Linked DNA regions of Sus scrofa: region 1 is linked to region 2. The links are chromatin contacts, called in public Hi-C maps. All regions are on one chromosome and are shown on one strand. The core of a region is the stretch at or near the end of the contact, and the rest is flanking DNA. Distances in the headings are between cores, read along the strand shown. Region 1 overlaps ACTA2 (actin, alpha 2, smooth muscle, aorta). Region 2 holds the start of FAS (Fas cell surface death receptor).

What was found. Hi-C and Micro-C count contacts between places; a contact is called where the count stands out from the background.
Region 1: a contact with region 2 is called in a Hi-C map of alveolar macrophages, with 2.8 times the contacts expected there. The contact joins the enhancer-like site here to the promoter of FAS in region 2. A contact is called at or near these places in 22 of 47 Hi-C or Micro-C datasets (adipose tissue, alveolar macrophages, blood and 11 more) and 2 of 2 datasets of contacts at active chromatin or transcription factors (alveolar macrophages and skeletal muscle).

What each region holds. Positions count from the first base shown.
Region 1 is chr14:100,863,621-100,869,105 of Sscrofa11.1, reverse strand. ACTA2 (actin, alpha 2, smooth muscle, aorta) reads left to right here. Exons shown (of 9, transcript NM_001164650.1): 9 at 667-811. The coding sequence ends at 810. Among named protein-coding and RNA genes, the nearest start is that of ACTA2, 20 kb to the left of the region's middle. Within about 2 kb of position 2,840, at least 16 of the 83 cell types and tissues checked have an H3K27ac peak or open chromatin away from gene starts, as enhancers often do. A contact at or near this core is called in alveolar macrophages, where this site is marked.
Region 2 is chr14:100,923,762-100,929,114 of Sscrofa11.1, reverse strand. It overlaps FAS (Fas cell surface death receptor), which reads right to left and starts at 1,810. Exons shown (of 9, transcript NM_213839.1): 1 at 1,778-1,810. The coding sequence starts at 1,807.

The sequences.
Region 1 (5,485 bases), core at 1,591-4,090, 61 kb after region 2:
GACATACTCTTGGCCTGATTGACTGCTCTTTGGGCCTAAACATTCATTTATTTAAGAAATGTCAGCATGTCCTTGCCTGCCAAGGCTGTGCCATGGGTAAGGCCAGCTGGTGTAGCCTAACCGGGACCTATCCCAGGGGCGTGGTCATCCCAGTGGGGAACCCTGGGCCCCTCAGTGTTAAACAGTGCATCTCGGTGGACTTAGCCGAGTATATAGTAAGATCTTGTAGGGTAAGTTCTGGCACAGTCAAACTGCTCTTTGGAGATGCTGGAGTTTGTATCTGTAGGATGCATGTGCCCATGTGCTGTGCTGAGTTCTGAAGAACAACTGATGGCAGTCAGGGACATGGTCAGGGCTTAAGTGGTAGCCAAGCAGGATTTGGGGCTGTCAGTTTTCCCAAAGGTAGACTGAATGCAGCAGAGGCTTCACATGCTCTGGAGGAGAATGTGTGAAAAAGAAGCCAGGAAAACAATGCACTTACTGAAGAATCTCTAAATCCACAGCTTATTCACACCTCAAGGGTTAGGAAGGTTGGATATCTAACAGCTAAGACGGTCCCTGCTGTCCATGAAATTTGAGCCAAGGTCACCAAATCCGGACCACAGCAGAATGCCCAGGCCCTGTCCTTGTGCACTAATGGCCCTTCTTTCTCATCCTGACCAACAGATCATTGCCCCTCCTGAGCGCAAATACTCCGTCTGGATTGGTGGCTCCATCCTGGCCTCTCTGTCCACCTTCCAGCAAATGTGGATCAGCAAACAGGAGTACGACGAAGCCGGGCCGTCCATTGTCCACCGCAAATGCTTCTAAAACACTTACCCTGCTCGCTGTCTGTCTCTAGCACACACTGTGAATGTTTTGTGGAATAATGCCTTCAATTCTTTTCCAAATCATTCCTAGCCAAAGCTCTGACTCGTTACCTTATGTGTTTTTTAATAAATCTGAAATATGTTACCTGTAATTTGCAGCTTTGGTCTCTGTTGGGTTGACCTCACCCGTTACAGAGTGGCTCCCTCTAGTGGTGCAGCCGAGGATATGACAACCAGGACGTGTAAGTTTCCCAGGAAAGGGTAGACTCACATTAACACTGGAAGTTCCACATAAATGCTTTTAAGTGGGAAGAATTTGAAGATACACCGGAGATGAATATAAACATGGATTAAAGTGTATCAGTAAGAGAGTCCACACTGAATTCCAACTTGCGGAATCATTATACAACTCTACTCTCTTATAACCTCGGTTCTGGTAGCCTGATGGCTGAAAGCAAACAGGTGTGTGTGTGTATATTGCACATACACATATATCATATTTTGTAATATATTAACACATAACTTTTAACTTATGTATTAAACTTAATAAATATATATTAAAAGGTGGTATGACTTTCAGGTTTACCAGAGGACAAAAACAGAAAGAAATACTGCTCTAAAATCTCACTACACATCTAGATCATGTTTCCCTTTTGATCAATATTTGTCTCTGAAAACAATACTACAAATACATTCACAACAGGAGGGACGGGAAAAATAACAATACTTCCCAAGGACCACTGGTGTCAATCATCATGTATTTACAGGTATCCTCACTCATTTGTTCATCAGAAATACATGTGGAAAATATTATCCTGTCCATTTTATAGATAAATGGGAGTTGTTCCCTTAATACCATCATACAGGAGAGCTGCCACCCTTTGTTTCTCTTTTACCCATGTGGCTTGTAGGAGATACAAATACATATAAAAACTCCTCTCTGTCCCTAAACAGAGACAGAGACTCCTGTCCTTAGTCTCAAGGCAGTGTTCTGTCCAGACTGTTGAGTGTCCTCAGCAGCTCCCAGGCTGGGTACCACTTGTTCTCCTGGGTACAAACATCTGGATGGGGTAATCAACCACCGATTGTCCTTGGGAGTGAGAGGATCTCCATTCACGTCGACATCTCACTGCAGAGACCTCAGGGCCCAAGATTTAATGGCTATTTGGTCCAGAAAACCCAAGCTCCCCTGGTCTTCTCTGCCCTGTAGCTTGAGGTAATTAGGATGATTATTGCAAATAATATGAGCTGTCATGTGCTGGGCACCTGTCATGACCAGATCCTGCCAAGCCCTTTCTATTAGGATCTCATTTCATCCCACAACAGCCCTATGGAGTGGATGTTCTCACTCTCTCTCTCTCTCTCTTTTTTTTTTCCTCACAGTTGGAGCAACTGAGGCTACCCAGGTTAAGGAATATACCCAATGTCATTCCACTGACAGAGGTGAGACTTGAGCTGCAAATCCATACTTTTAGCTTTTAAGCCAGCATTTCTCAAAGAATAGTCCACACAGATCAACCTCTTTGGGGGCTCACTTTAAATAGGCAGATTTCTGAAAAACCCAAGGGCTGCTGAGCTACAACATCTGTTGATGTGGCTGCAAACCTGAGCTTTAATCAGATTTCTCTGGTGATTTTTTTTTGGTCACTTCCATGGCATGCAGAAGTTCCTGGGTCAAGGACTGACCCCGCGCCACAGCTGTAATCAGAGCCACAGCCATGACAACACCAGAACCTTAAGCTGCTGAGTCAGGAGGGAATTCTGGTAATTGTCTGGCACATCAAAATTTAAGAATCTCTGTAACATGCTATGATTGAAATGCTCCAGTTGTGAATTTTTGCTTACCAGGCAAGGCACTCAATACCTCCTGGACTGAAATTTAAGGATTAGACACTTGGGAATGGATCACTTTGAAAATTTAGGCAAAACTCACCAAGCATTCCCAGAGTCATTGCAAGGTTTAGGACAAGTGAACCAAGTTGGCTGTACTTCATATTCACCACCAGAGGGCGCGAGCTCTCCGCTAAAGGAAAGGGCTTTTAGACCAGTTTCTCAATCTGGAAACTGGCAGGGCCAGAGGCAAAAATCAGGGAAACCAGAACCATCCACTGAACATGCATGATTGAAATGTTCTTTGTGAGCACTCAGCCACAGGGCCTAAGCACTTCCTCCAGCGTAGATCAGTAACTCCTGGCCTTGATCTCACAAGATTCGCATGACTTGAAGGGCTGGACTTGGTGGCAGAGTCCCATTATCCAGGCTCATATGAATCTCCCGAGGAGAAAAAACCCACAGCAGACAGGTTTGGCTGCTTCCTCAGTCCTCTTCTCGCCTTAACGATAGCAAACCAAACACTAAGAGCCTTCTTCTATGACAGCCAATTTTCCCACCACGGGCTTTTGCAGCCCCTGAGGATGACATGGGATTTTAATAACATTGATCCACATCATGCAGCCTTTGCACAGGAGGAAGCATGACTTTTTAAATAAATGAATAATTCTCTGTTGTCTTTCTGATCTCATTTGTGCATTCATGCTAAGCTTGGGTATTTTTAGCAGGATTTCAAAGAACAGCCTGGAGAAGAATTTGCATTTCCTGTGAGGGATGGGGGCGTTGTCTGGGCCAGCATACTCACAGAGTGACCACAAGCCACTGCAGCAACTAAGCTTATACAAAAAGCCAGGAGAGAGAGAGAGAGAGCGAGAAAAAGAGAGAGAGAGAGACGGAGGGAATGGGATTGCTAGGGATGTAGTTCTTCTGTATCAGAGTGTAAAAACCAGATGTTTAAGTAATATTTGTTCCTGGGTGAGCCAAGCCAATTTAGAAAACATTTGAAAGGCACTTTCCAGATTTACAAAGAACAAGGTTCTGGCTGGATCAAACTTACTGTCTATGAGGAAATGGACATTAAACAAATAGGTAGAGTACACTAAGAGGATTACGAAAGTGGAAATACATGGGTTATAAGCTCTTATGACCTTGGGGAGGCTTCCTTGAGAAGGTGGAGTTTAAGAAGAGCCTTAAAGGAGTTCCCATTGTGGCTCAGTGGTTAACGAATCCGAATAGGAACCATGAGGTTGCGGGTTTGATCCCTGGCCTTGCTCAGGATCCGGCGTTACTTTGGGCTGTGATGTAGGTTGCAGTCGAGGCTCGGATTCCGCATTGCTGTGGCTCTGGTGTAGGCTGGTGGCTATGGCTCCAATTTGACCCTTAGCCTGGGAACCTCCATATGCCGTGGGAGCGGCCCAAGAAACAGCAAAAAAAGACAAAAAAAAAAAAAAAAAAAGAGGCCTAAAGAGTCACAGTTAACTGGGAAAAAAATGGGGGGGGGGGTGAGGGTGTTGAGACTGGAGAAGAGGAAGTAGCATGAACAGGAATGTGCTCCAGGCAGAGGCCCAGAGATGGGAGAGGACGCATGTGTAGAAAAGAGAACCCCAAAGAACTGGGCCACACATAGACTTTAGAAGTATGACTCTAGTTGACTCAGTTTTCCAAAGCAGAGCTCATAGCGTTTTCTCTGTGAAATGTCTGCCTTGAAATCCGTCACCCATTACAAGCAATTAAGGCAACCCTGAATGAGAAGTTGGTAGCTCTGAGTCATTTGCCCTTGGCAAACATTTCCTCTTGCAGATTAATTCAATTCTTCATCTCCATTTCATAAAGGTATCTGGGAAACAAAGACCCTAAAACTACCGACTTTCACTATGCTCTGTCCTGATGGCTCCATCTAGTCCAGACTTCTGTTCTTCTTGTGGTAACTTCATGCCCCCTTAAAGATGGAAGGGAGATGTGCTCTCACGGCACAGTGGGTCTAGGTTCTGGCTTTGTCACCGCAGTGGCTTGGGTCACTGTTGTGGCAGATAAGGAAACAGGCTCCTCTGTAGTTTGGTTAATGACAATTTTCAGAGGCCTAAATAAAGCTCAAAGTCCGTAAGTAGGTTTCTTCTCATTGGAGAAAAACCACTGTCGTCACACCAAATCAAAAGCTAATCTTTTTTACATTCTACATTCTTCTTAGATCATATCTTATATTTCTTTCCCTATGCATTTTGTTTTGAAACTTATTCCTCGGTCCTTTCATTGGATCACTTCTCTCCCCCCCCATATTTATTTATTTATTTATTTATTATTTTTTAGGGCTACACCCGAGGCAGAAGGAAGGTCCTTGGCTAAGGGTCGAATCGGAGCTGCAGCTGCTGGCCTACGCCACAGCCACAGCAATGGAGGATCTGAGCCACATCTGTGACCCACACTGCAGCTCACGGCAACACTGGCTCCTTAACCCAGTGAGCGAGGCCAGGGATCGAACCTGTGTCTTCAAGGATGCTAGCCACGCTTGTTACCGCCGAGCCGCCACAGGAACTTCCTTCCCCTTAGATCTTTGTACATGTGCTACAATGTAAAACGCCTTAAGAAGTGGCCTGAAATCATTTAGCGTCATCCTTACTTTACAAAATAGCATCCCTACCCGGACAAAAATGTATTAAGCAGGTGGCTTGTCGTCTCCAAATTAAAGCCAGTCCTCGTTGTTAAAAACAGAAAAAGTTTGTGATTTCAGATGTGTCTTCTAATGTGGTCTTCTCCCTTTTGAATGTATAACCACTGCATTTACTGAAAAGCAAAAGTAGCATTTGAGAGCACCATTACTGTGGCTCTAGTGGGTTTCTCTCACTTCT
Region 2 (5,353 bases), core at 561-3,060:
GCTAGGGGTCGAATCAGAGCTGTAGCTGCCAGCCTATGCCAGAGCCACAGCAACGCGGGATCCGAGCCGCATCTGCGACCTACACTACAGCTCACGGTAACGCCGGATCGTTAACCCACTGAGCAAGGGCAGGGAGCGAACCCGCAACCTCATGGTTCCTAGTCGGATTCGTTAACCACTGCGCCACGACGGGAACTCCTCCTTGGTGCTTTAAACTTGCCCATCTGGTAAAGATGTTATAAGTATAAAAGTTAAGCATAGCTCTGGGCGTTGATACCTTTGCTATGCTTACCAGCATTGTTGTCCCAAGACCTAAGAGAGATTTTCAAAACAACTAACACTGCAATAAGGCCACGGTTAATGATAAAGAGAAGAGTGTGGTCTGAGGTTGCATAAATGGTTTCTCAATTTTGAATCTTAAATTTTCTTGGAGGAAATTTCTAAAGGAGCCCAAATATGGTACATAATTTCTGAAAAATTCAGGGAGAATTCTTTTGTTTTTCTCCCCAATCTAAGATGGTTCCGGACATCACTGATTTTTCCTTTCAATTCTTGGTGTAATCTGGACATCAGGTGCAATCAACAAATGCCCAGGCTTTGGAATTGGGCCTAAATTAAATTCCAGCTCTGCCACTTACTGGTTGCACTCGGTCGAATTACCTAAGCTTTCTGCACCCCGTTTCGCCATCTGTAAAATGAATGTGAGGACATCTTCCTTACCTTGCAGCCGCTGCTGAGAATTGACTGTGATCACGTTTATAAACACTTCTATCACAGTGCCTGGCACTTTGGTGGGGCCAGCAAAATAAGAAGGCATTGCCTTTCAGAGAATTTGGAACTCAAATGAAACCAAACGTCTTTAATTAGCGACCATCAAGGTGGCATTTCCGAGGCAGGGACTCAAAAAGAGGTGGCTGCTGCTTAGGCTTCTAGGCCAAGTACCGGCTCCAGGCTCGCCACCCTGCGCAGGCGCGGTGGCAGTGGGTACCACCGCTTGAGCAGTGGGGGCAAGGTTCCTTCCCTCCCCGAGTTCAGCAAACTAAAGTGAAGAACAGGACGTTAAAAAATAAATAAATAAATAAAGGCCAAACCTAAGGTCGTGACTTACGATCGGTAGGAGAGGGATTCCCGGAAGGGAAACAGTTTCTTTTTCTGTGTCGTGATAAGAAGGTAAACAAACCTCTTGAGGCGCATTCAGCCCCAAGATAACCTTTTCAAGAAAGAAACAGTGACGTCCAAAGCCTCGGGTTTAACCATTGCCTCGGGACTGATTTACTCCCTAAATTTGTGACACGTTCAGAAAACGTGTCTTCAGAGAGCTCATATTCTCACCGTCCCACAGCTCACACATACACCCGCGCAGAGGAGGACCTTTGTGGTGACATGTAAGGACTTGTCCAGACGATCCCCTCCTCTCTCGGGTAGGGCTCTCCCTCTGGCGACCCCCAAACATCCCAAGTCCCCGCCTGCCCCCGGCTCCCACCTCTCTCCGCGCCGCGAACAGGGCCCCCTGGGGCCGCGCGGTGCTGTTTTGCCTGCCGCGCAGGATCGCCGCTTCTCCTCCAACCCCAGGAAAGACGCGTTCCCCGGTTTCCTGAGACCTCGCCCTCAAGGAAAGTCCTAGCAGCCCTGAAAAGCCAGACTGCCAAACACCAGCCAAGCCCGGACGCCCACGCGCATCCCCTTAAGGTCATCGGAGCGCGTCCTGCGCGCTCCTCTAAGCGCCAACCTCTTGACCCAGCGGGGAGAGGCCCCCGCTAGGCAGGAGAGGACTTACCAGTGACAGGAGAACCCAGATCCCGGACATGGCTGTGGAGCCTCTCCAACTGCTAGCAGAGCAGGTCACACACCCCGTGAGAAGTGACAGTCCCGCCCTGCCCCTCCCCGCGCTCCAGCCAGCTCAGGAGTAAGTTCCCCGCCAAGGGCCCGCCCCCCGCGCTCAAGCCCAGTTACTTCTCCAGCCGCTTTCTTTTCTCCAGAAGCGTCTCAGAACACCTGCGTGTGGCTCTTCTGAGAGACCAGAAAAGACCTAAAGAAATGCCCCCGGGCCCTGGGGAGGAGGAGGGGAGTGGGGTGGCAGAGGAAGCTTTTCTGGGGAACGCCGGGTTTGGGGAAGGCGCCTTTGATTCAGCAACTCAGCCTGGGCGCGGGGGTGGCGGGACGTGGTGGGGGGTGGAAGAGCGGAGAGAGAGTCAGAGTCAGGGTTTGTTGCACAAATGGGCATTCCCCGTTGGGGTTGTTTCCGCTGGCATGTCTGGTTCAGGTGAGAACCCTGAGAGCCGGCTTGCTGTCTTTGCTACACTCTTTTGCCATTCAAACGGGGAAGGCTGGGGAGGGCTAGGGTACAGAGCGCAGACTTCCCGCCTCCTTGCAGGAGCCAGGGCCAACTGCCGGGAACTCAGAGAAGACCCAGCCTTCACTCAGCTCCGCGTGCCTGTAGGGGTGGGAACAGGAGAGTCTCACAGGAGCGCCGGACTAGTGTTTTGGTAGTGACAGTTATCAAACGAAAAGCTTCAGAGTGTGTGCTCTGGAGATTCTGAAGAGGGAGCACCCCTTGGCTTTTATTTCTCTAGAGGAGAGGGAGGCTAACTCCTATGACAAATCACACAGTTCCAGCCCTATTAGAAGTTCGCAATTACTTCCTCTCCTTTGTTACTCATTATTTCCTCTCTAATTTTCTTTAAAAAAAAAAAAAAAAGCACTTTTAGTGCTTTGGTTAACACTCACTCAAAGTCACTATTGTTTTGGAAAAGATGATCTGTTTAGCTAGTTCTGCAAGGATTTTACAGAAGGGAAGTTTGTATAATGGCATCATTAATGAGCATGTTTCTGAAAGTAGTTCCTAAGCTGGGAACAGATGCAGGGGTCAGTATCTCTGGCAACGTCCACATAGCTCTGCATCTCACTCTGTTGCCCATTAAGAATCTCCTTCCCCTCCTTCGGCCTGACCTGGCACTGGCTTGTTCCTTATCCGTCAGATTCCCTCTTGGAGGACATTTTCTTCTGCCAGCCTTTCCAGGCTCTAAAGCCTGGGTTAGGTCACTTTCCTAAATACTTTCACTGACCTTGTGTTTTGCCCTGCAGGATGGCCAAGTCTTGTAGGTGTTGCTTTGCCTATCTCTGCCTCAGCTCCCAACAGACTGTTAGTGAGGGTTATGAAGAAGACTCTGGCCCGAAGTTCCCATTGTGGCACAGGGGAAATGAATCTGACTAGGAACCAGGAGGTTGCGGGTTTGATCCCTGGCCTTGCTCAGTGGGTTAAGGATCTGGTGTTGCCCTGATCTGTGGTCTAGGTCGCAGATGTGGCTTGGATCCTGTGTTGCTGTGGCTGTGGTATAGGCTGTAGCTCCAATTCGACCCCTAGCCTGGGAACCTCCATATGCTGCGGGTGAGGCCCTAAAAAGCAAACAAAACAAACAAACAAAAAAGAAGACCCTGGCTGGCCAGTCCTGTTCCTACAGATCATAGCACAAAACAGAAGTGAATGGGTGGTGGCAGATGGGGGAGGGTGGAGTGGGATGGTTATGGAGACTCTGTGTCTGTGTTATCTCTGCAACATTTCTATAAACCTGAAACTATTCTGAAATTAAGATTTATTGAAACAAATCATAAAAAGAAGGAAGGAAAGAAAGGAGGGAGGAAGAGAGAAAGGAAAGGAGAAAAGAGAGAGAGAGGACAATTGACAAAATCAACATCTCTTATGAGTGCACCAGCAACTTTTACAAATGGTTTTTCCTTATTTAATATTTACCATTTTAGCCCAGTGAGGTAGATGATTATTAAACTTACTTTACACATAAAGAATTGGAGCCAAAAAAAGTTTAAGCAACATCGGCGGTTTCATTAGTCAATAAATAGCAAATCTAACAATTACATTTAGATATTCTTGTTCCTGAGGCCCTGCACTGCCTAAGATCCTCCCCATCAACACACACACCTAATTCCCTTCAAGTTCAACAAAATAATAATCTATGCCTCGTGGGGAGAAATGTGATTGATGAGCAAAGGAATGTAGAAAATTTGGGGTTGACTTAAACAGCTCTCTTAATCCAAGGCTTCTCAGAGCCTTTAACATGCTCATCTGCATTGTGAATTAGGGGCTATGATATACACTGTTCCCCAGGCTTCTTGTCTTGTTTATGGAGTCCTTGGAAGAACACCTACTGAATGAACACTTTATGGATGCTTGTGTTCTGGGGAGAACAGTTGAGACATCTCTAAAGGTCATTTTTATTTATTTATTTTATTTCGTTTTCTTTTTAGGGCCTCAGCTGCAGCATATAGAAGTTCCCAGGCTAGGGGATGAATCAGAGCTGCGGGTGCCGGCCTGCACCACAGCCACAGCAACTCGGGATCCGAGCCACATCTGTGACCTACACTGCAGCTTGCAGCAATGCCGGATCCTTAACCCACTGAGCGAGGCCAGGGATCAAGCCAAACTATGTCAGCTATGTCAGGTTCTTAACCCACTGAGCCACAATGGGAATTTCGTTATTGTTATTTATTTATTTATTTGCTTTTTAGGGCTGCACCTGCGGCATATGGAAGTTCTGGGCTAGGGGTTGAATCCGAGCTTCTGCTGCTGGCCTATGCCACAGCTGCAGCAATGCGGGATCTGAGCCTCGTCTGTGACCTACACCACTGCTCATGGCAGTGCCAGCCAGATCTTTAACCCACTGAGCAAGGCCAGGGATTGAACCTGTATCCTCAAGGGTACTAATCTGGCTCATTATCACTGAGCCACAACAAGAACTTCCAAGAACTCCATTATTTTTATTTTAATAACACATTCCTAAGGGCCTCCAAGGGCAAAGAAATACAATTTTAATGATGGAATTTTGGGCGCTCTACCAGATGTGGGAGATATTTTGGCATCCATCTGTATTTTACTCAACCATGCCATATAAGTTCAAGCTTGTCTCTTCTACTCTAAAGATATCCTTGCTATTGAACATTTCATTTCAAACAACATTTAAACATGCATCTTCCTGGAGTACCCATTGGGACTCAGCTGTAACAAATCCAACTAGTATCCATGAGAATGAGGTTTTGGTCCCTGGACTTGTTCAGTGGGTTAAGGTTCTGGTGTTATTGTGAACTGTGGTGTAGATCACAGATGCAGATTGGATCCTTCATTGATGTGACTGTGGTGTCGGTGGTAGAGGCAGCTTGGATCTGGCATTGCTGTGACTGTGGTATAGGCTGGTGGCTACAGTTCTGATTTGACCTCCTAGCCTGGGGATTTCCATATGCCGCAGGTGTGGCCCCAAAAAGACAAAAAATAAATAAACATATCTCTTCCTATTTTAAAAAGCTGGGAAGGGAGTTCCCTAATGGCTTAATGAGTTAAGGG